Regions from separate parts of the Hordeum vulgare genome. Here region 2 is linked to region 1. Evidence: chromatin contacts called from public Hi-C data. All regions are on one chromosome and are shown on one strand. Each heading gives the region's core, a stretch centred on a gene start, on an enhancer-like site or on the middle of the called end of the contact. The rest is flanking DNA. Distances are from core to core; before and after follow the strand shown. Region 1 holds the start of LOC123443170 (SCAR-like protein 2). Region 2 has its middle 140 kb from the start of LOC123443170.

What was found. A called contact is a pair of places that touch in the nucleus more often than the background predicts.
Region 2: a contact with region 1 is called in a Hi-C map of leaf, with 3 times the contacts expected there. The contact joins the enhancer-like site here to the promoter of LOC123443170 in region 1. A contact is called at or near these places in 3 of 6 Hi-C or Micro-C datasets (leaf and seedling) and 1 of 1 datasets of contacts at active chromatin or transcription factors (embryo).

What each region holds. Positions count from the first base shown.
Region 1 is chr3H:115,193,956-115,196,911 of MorexV3_pseudomolecules_assembly, forward strand. It overlaps LOC123443170 (SCAR-like protein 2), which reads right to left and starts at 1,648. Exons shown (of 10, transcript XM_045119463.1): 1 at 1,369-1,648. The coding sequence starts at 1,562.
Region 2 is chr3H:115,335,157-115,337,999 of MorexV3_pseudomolecules_assembly, forward strand. No RefSeq gene overlaps it. Among protein-coding and RNA genes, the nearest start is that of LOC123443170, 140 kb to the left of the region's middle. Within about 2 kb of position 1,410, at least 3 of the 3 cell types and tissues checked have open chromatin away from gene starts, as enhancers often do. A contact at or near this core is called in leaf and seedling, where this site is marked.

The DNA.
Region 1 (2,956 bases), core at 398-2,897:
CCGGTTGAAACATCTTTCATATACCGTTGAAGCTTTTTCTGTCAACAGTTGCAACAAACGCGAGCATGGTTCCGCCGTCACGGGTCGCAGCTCAGCCGTGATGGATGTAGCAAAATCGCAATGCCATGTGCGATGTAGCAAAATGCGACGCCGGTGATAGCAAAATGCGGTGCCGGTTGTACCAAATTTCGATGCCGGTTGAAGCATGTAGTAAATTACGCCTTCGGCCATGGATGCAACTTCGCCGGCCATGCCCGTTGCAGCTCCAGTCACCATGGAGCAGTTCAAAGAGGGGAAATCGAGGGGAGGACACTGGTTCGATGCTAGGCTTCGAGGGTGCTCGCCGGAGAAGAAGACGGGGGCTCGTTGGAGGAGATCGCCGGGGTAGGATTTCCCATGGCAACCAGGAGGTTGGGAAAAAAGAAGGAGGAGGATGCGGGGATGAGGAAAGAGATAACGTGATGGGCCCTCCCGATTTGATTTGCTATAGCCGCGAGCGAGTGGACGAGACCGGCCGAAGCGTTCGTGGAAACGTTTACCATAAATAAAAGACTTCCCAAGAGTGGTGACATTTTTGATCACACAACCAGTAGAAATTGCTAGAAGCCATGGAAACAGTCGCACAAGAATTAGCAAACACTCCTTTATTCCCACATATTCAACGAATTCAACCAGTCACCCACTAAGCCGTCTAGAACAGGAACTTTTCAGAATCACGATCTATATAATATAGCTAGTGTGATAAAATAAATCCATCCTAACATGGGATCTTACCCAAACATGGCATACCTAGAGTACACCGATAGTTCCTACCAATTCAGCAAAGCATACCTCCAAAAACCTAGCAAACGCGGTAAAAACCCACTTGATTGTATAGTTTAGCTCGTATAACGCTCTGAAGACACAATTTGGTTCTACCCGACTCAATCCTAATGCTCTCTCGGAAATGAGCTCGAAAGCCACCAGTGCCCAAAACGAAATACTATCCAGTTCCAGCCACGCAGCACTGCTGCTTTGTCCATAATCGGCGAGCGGAAACCCTGCCATAATTCCTATAGTTCCTAGAACCCCGCACTCAATCTCGCGTTATCAAATGCAACCACCTCAACACCAGATCCCACTACCTTCCAATCACCCCCAATCTCAAGCACAAACACCTCAACTCCAGTAAACCAGCGACCAAACACTTCCCCAACCGTAGTTGCCCGCCAAAATCACCACACACGGAGAGCAGCAGATCTCACACTGGAAGGCTGGAAAAAAAGCACACACACACACACACAACTCGCCGAATCGAATCACGCAGGAAAAACTGAAATCAGACCGCGAGGCAGGGAGCGACGGAGATGAGGGGAGGGGGCGGCTTACTCGGCGAGATCTCCGAGCTGGCGCAGGATCCCGACGAGGCCCGCGACGGCGACGCCCTCGAGCAGCGCCTTGGGCTCGGCCTCCCCTGCGGCGGCGGCGCCGGCGCCGCCTCGCTTCCCTGCCCCCGCGGCGCCGTACAGCCCGGGGTCGCCCAGCCCGACCTCATTCCGCACCTCGAACCTGACCAGCGGCATCTCCGCTCCACCAACCACCGAGCGCGCGAGAGCGGGCTCCTCCTCACCGCCGAGCAGCGGCCATCGTGACGCCTGGCGGTCGCTATAAATGCGACGCCGCAACGGCTACTTTCCCAGTGGGAGCAGGTGCGCCGACTTTGGGGCGTCACAGGTTGCCGCCTCCGCACGGAAGGGGGCGGCCGAGGCGAGTGGCGGGGAGGGGGGGAGGAGTGGAGGCGACGCCGAGGCGCGTGGCGGGGACGGGGACGGGGAGGGGAGGGGAGGAGCGTCGGTCTCCGACAGGGTGCGGGGCGAAAGGGACGGTGGGAAAGGGAAGCGCACGCAGCGCTGCGGGCACGAGGGGGGTGGGCAAGTGGCGCGGCCTGGCGACTGGTGAGTGGTGTGCGCCGCGTGATTATGCTTCAGCTCTCGGGCTCGGCTTGGATTTGGATGCTCGATACCCGGTGCCGCCGCTATGTTGTGGTGGGAGGCTGCTGTGCTGTGCTGTGCTGTGCTGTGCTGGGTCGCGCGGGGGCCGGGGGTGCTTTGCCATTTCCGGCCGTGCTTGGCCCTTCTTGGTTTTCACTTCCTCGGGGTGTCTTTTCGTTTTTGTGCCGGGGGTTGGAACATGCCTTCTGTGCTTTGCGTTGCGGTGTGGTCACGTCAACTGCGCGTAAAAAATGCATGCATGTGTGTGCGCTCTTTCTGGTCTATCTTTTCCTCTAGCACAAGGATTTATATGGTATACGTCTGTGTGCATATTTCTTTTTCTCGAAACAGTGGCATCTTTTTTGACTCGTCCCCTAATTAGGACATTATTAAAGAGAATTATACGGTTAATTATGAACGTAAATCGGTACAATCCGCTGAGCGATACACACACCTCTCGAAAGGGAGCCTCGTCGAGGTAGTAAACAAGTTTCATCGTCACCACTTCTGTCTAAGCAACGCCATCGTCATCCCTAAAGCAACTCTGACTTTGTGTAGAACGTCCCCCCACGTCGTAGAGGTCGTACGAGATCACATGAAGATCCGTGTCAGAACTCAGTCGTCAACGATGAGGAAAGTTGGCTCGCGAAAAATCACCAAACATACCACTTGCTATCTGTCATCGTCATCATCGAAGCCACATCGTCGCAACTTCGACTCCATAACAACAAAGAAACATAGGCAAATCCCGAAGACATGCCTAATAAGAGGCAACTACATCAACCATCGGTGTGTCCGTGCCATCGCTCACCGCGACATCTTCGTGACAGAAACCTCAACACCGATATCGTCGCCTTTCACGGGCCCTGCTTGTCTGCCAGCTCCAAAGAAGAATACCTCTAGAGGGGATACAACGCCAATGCACTATCATATCTAGGGTTTCCCTAAAGCTGCAGCGACATATTGATCCATGTCGATGGGGCGAC
Region 2 (2,843 bases), core at 160-2,659, 140 kb after region 1:
TAGTCATATAACCTCGCAGATAGGCTTTAAGCTTGACATTGATGATATCCGGTGGCATCGTTTTACAATGTGCCTAATGAAGTGATGACATTTTTAAAAAAGTTGTAGTTCCGATGGCAAAACTGAGTACCAAGACACAACTAGTAACATAAATGATATAACCCCTTTATCAAAACCATGATACCCTCAAACTCTAATTTGGCTCAAGTGGTAAAACTTGGTACCGCAAACAACTCACTTTGATCCACCATATCCATGTGAGCTACATTATCTGCCAGGGAGACAAAAAAGGCAATGCAAGCAAGTAAGCAACGCATCGCATTGTGCATGCCCATGCATGGTCCAAGGAAACAACTCAAAGTGAGCAACCACTCCGATCGCATGGGCAGGACCATGACCAGGGGCGGAAAGCAGCAGCTGTCCTTGAGAAATCGAGCGCTGCCTTTTCACTCCCACTGGTCCACTGCCCCACGCCTTTTTTGTCAGCTCTCCCCTCGTACCATTCACTCGCCTAAGATAAGATAAGCCGGCGAGCTCGTCGGAATCTTTCCTCTCCGCTCGGCCCCAATTACTCTAATCCTCCTCAGTCGCCGTGTGACAGGGTTGACCAGCTCGACAACGCACTTGAAAAATCGGCGAGTTGGTGGCGGCGGCGGCATGGTGGGTTGGTGCCGGCGACAATGCGTATACGCATCACTGCCTCCCGATGCTAGCCAAGGTTCCGACTTTCGACTCTCGAGTAGATATTTTATGTTTTTGTCTTTGGGATGCTCTCGGCCGCCACCAGAAGGAATTGCACAGAGATTTTACTACAAGATACGAATGCTGTTTCAGCTTCCGTGTACACAGTTGCTAGGCTCAGCGAGATTCGGTGGACTGCCGAGTCAGTGGTGTCACGCTGAGCTTGAACCGTGAGCCACACACTGACACTCCCACTGGGGTGACGCCGATGGACTAGGTAGCTAAGCTAGCAGTAGTGTAGGTCTAGCCAAGGAAAGGACTGGCCATCTTTCATCTTCGCGACCGTCGGTGCTGGACTGCTGATCCTGCGCTTGCAAGGTGGAGGGCACTGGTCGATGGACCATAGTGGCGCCATGGCTGACAGGCTAACACTACCTGCAACCGTACTGCCGACGGGTACCGGTCGGTCGTCAAGCGAGGGTACGTACTACATCCCTTTTCGCTTCGGAAGTTCAGATCGGATCGGGAGTTAGTTTCAGCGGAGTAATCACGGCCGTAGCGATGCCAGTTTGGATGGATCGAGCTCGGTACCTCTGTAGTCTGCACCGGTATCTGTATGTGGCCACAGAACGGAGATGCGTCCAGCTGAAGAAACCAAGGAGCGTGAGGCCATGGACGGCGGTGGGTGGATGCCGAGGACGGCGGACGGACACATGGGTGTGTGCTTGTGTAGGGCGCGCCCGGTCCAGCAGCAGCGGCCAGCACTAGCCGACACTATACGACGGTACGGTACAGGTTCTTCCGTCTGTTTTCTTGATCCAGTTCCATGGTGGGGCTATGGAGTCATGGGAGCGTACCGGTTTCACGTGGCCGCGCGTACTCGACTACTCGTACGGCGATAAACTTGCATCGACTAAAAAAAAAGTACTCCCTCCTTTTCGATTTATAAGACTTGAATCTGAAATCTCATCAACCGAGATAGATTATAAATGAATAACACTATTTTTAAATAGCTAATGAAATATTTTCACATACTAGTAGTATTTAATTTTTGAAGCAATTAATGTAGCATCCTTCTTTTCATTAGACTTGCCTCGTACATAAAAAAAAAAAACATGCATAGTGATTAATTTCTTTTTTTTTATCTTTATGAATTAAATATGGTATGTGTTTCAAAGTAATTTAACTGAATTAGACTCAAAATAAGCCTTATATAATAAAAATCTAAAAAATTTGTGATGAGTCCTATAAACCGAAAAAAGTAGTAAGAAGGTATGGGCTCTCTACTGTAGAAAAGGTGTTTTGAGCTATCGACTAAAATAGCTCTTGGCTAGATACACTAGAGTCAACTAGTCAAGTTTTCGGGTATCACAACAAAAAGAAAAACTAGACAAGTTTCCGAGTATCACAACTAGTCAAGTTTTCTAGAACCCTCAAAGATTAATGGAACGCTGAAAATGTGATTCTAGTTGTGAGCTCACATGCACATGACATAAAAATACAATTTATAATTTTTATGGCCTACTCCCCAGATCGTTTGGTCGCATCCATTTAGTGTTAAACTGATAATTTTTTTTGATCAAAAGCAGAAAAGCAAGCAGACAAATGTTCGTTTTTAGTCCACTTTCGCCCTGTCCCCGGCCTATATTTGGGCGGCGTTTGCCGAAACGAATAGTGCATGGACGGGCGAGACACACGCCTTTGTCCTCCCCTCGCACGCCCGTCGAGGACATAACTCTTTTCTCTTCCCTGCCCTTTCCTACGCCCCTCCCTCTACTCGCCATCCTCGTGGACGTCAGCCCTATCCATTTTTCCTCACTGTCTTCCTCATGCCTCCTACATCACGATCAACCCCCATGCCATAGCCTTCTCCCACGCAAGCGGTATTCGTGGCTCTTCTGGTGGGGGAAGAAGCAACGAGCGGTAACGACGGACGGTGACCTCGTCACCTTCTAGCAGGCATTGCATAGCCGCAGGACGCCGAACGCCATCGCCAGCCTAGTCGGCTGCTTGCGAGGGGCACGCCAACAGCTACCGCCAACGAACGCAATATATGCCAACCACCACGACTATAATATGTTTGACACTTTCCTCACAAGGTATCATGGACAGTGGAAATGAGTATTTTTTTCATAATCTCATTTGTTCATCGAATGATTCGT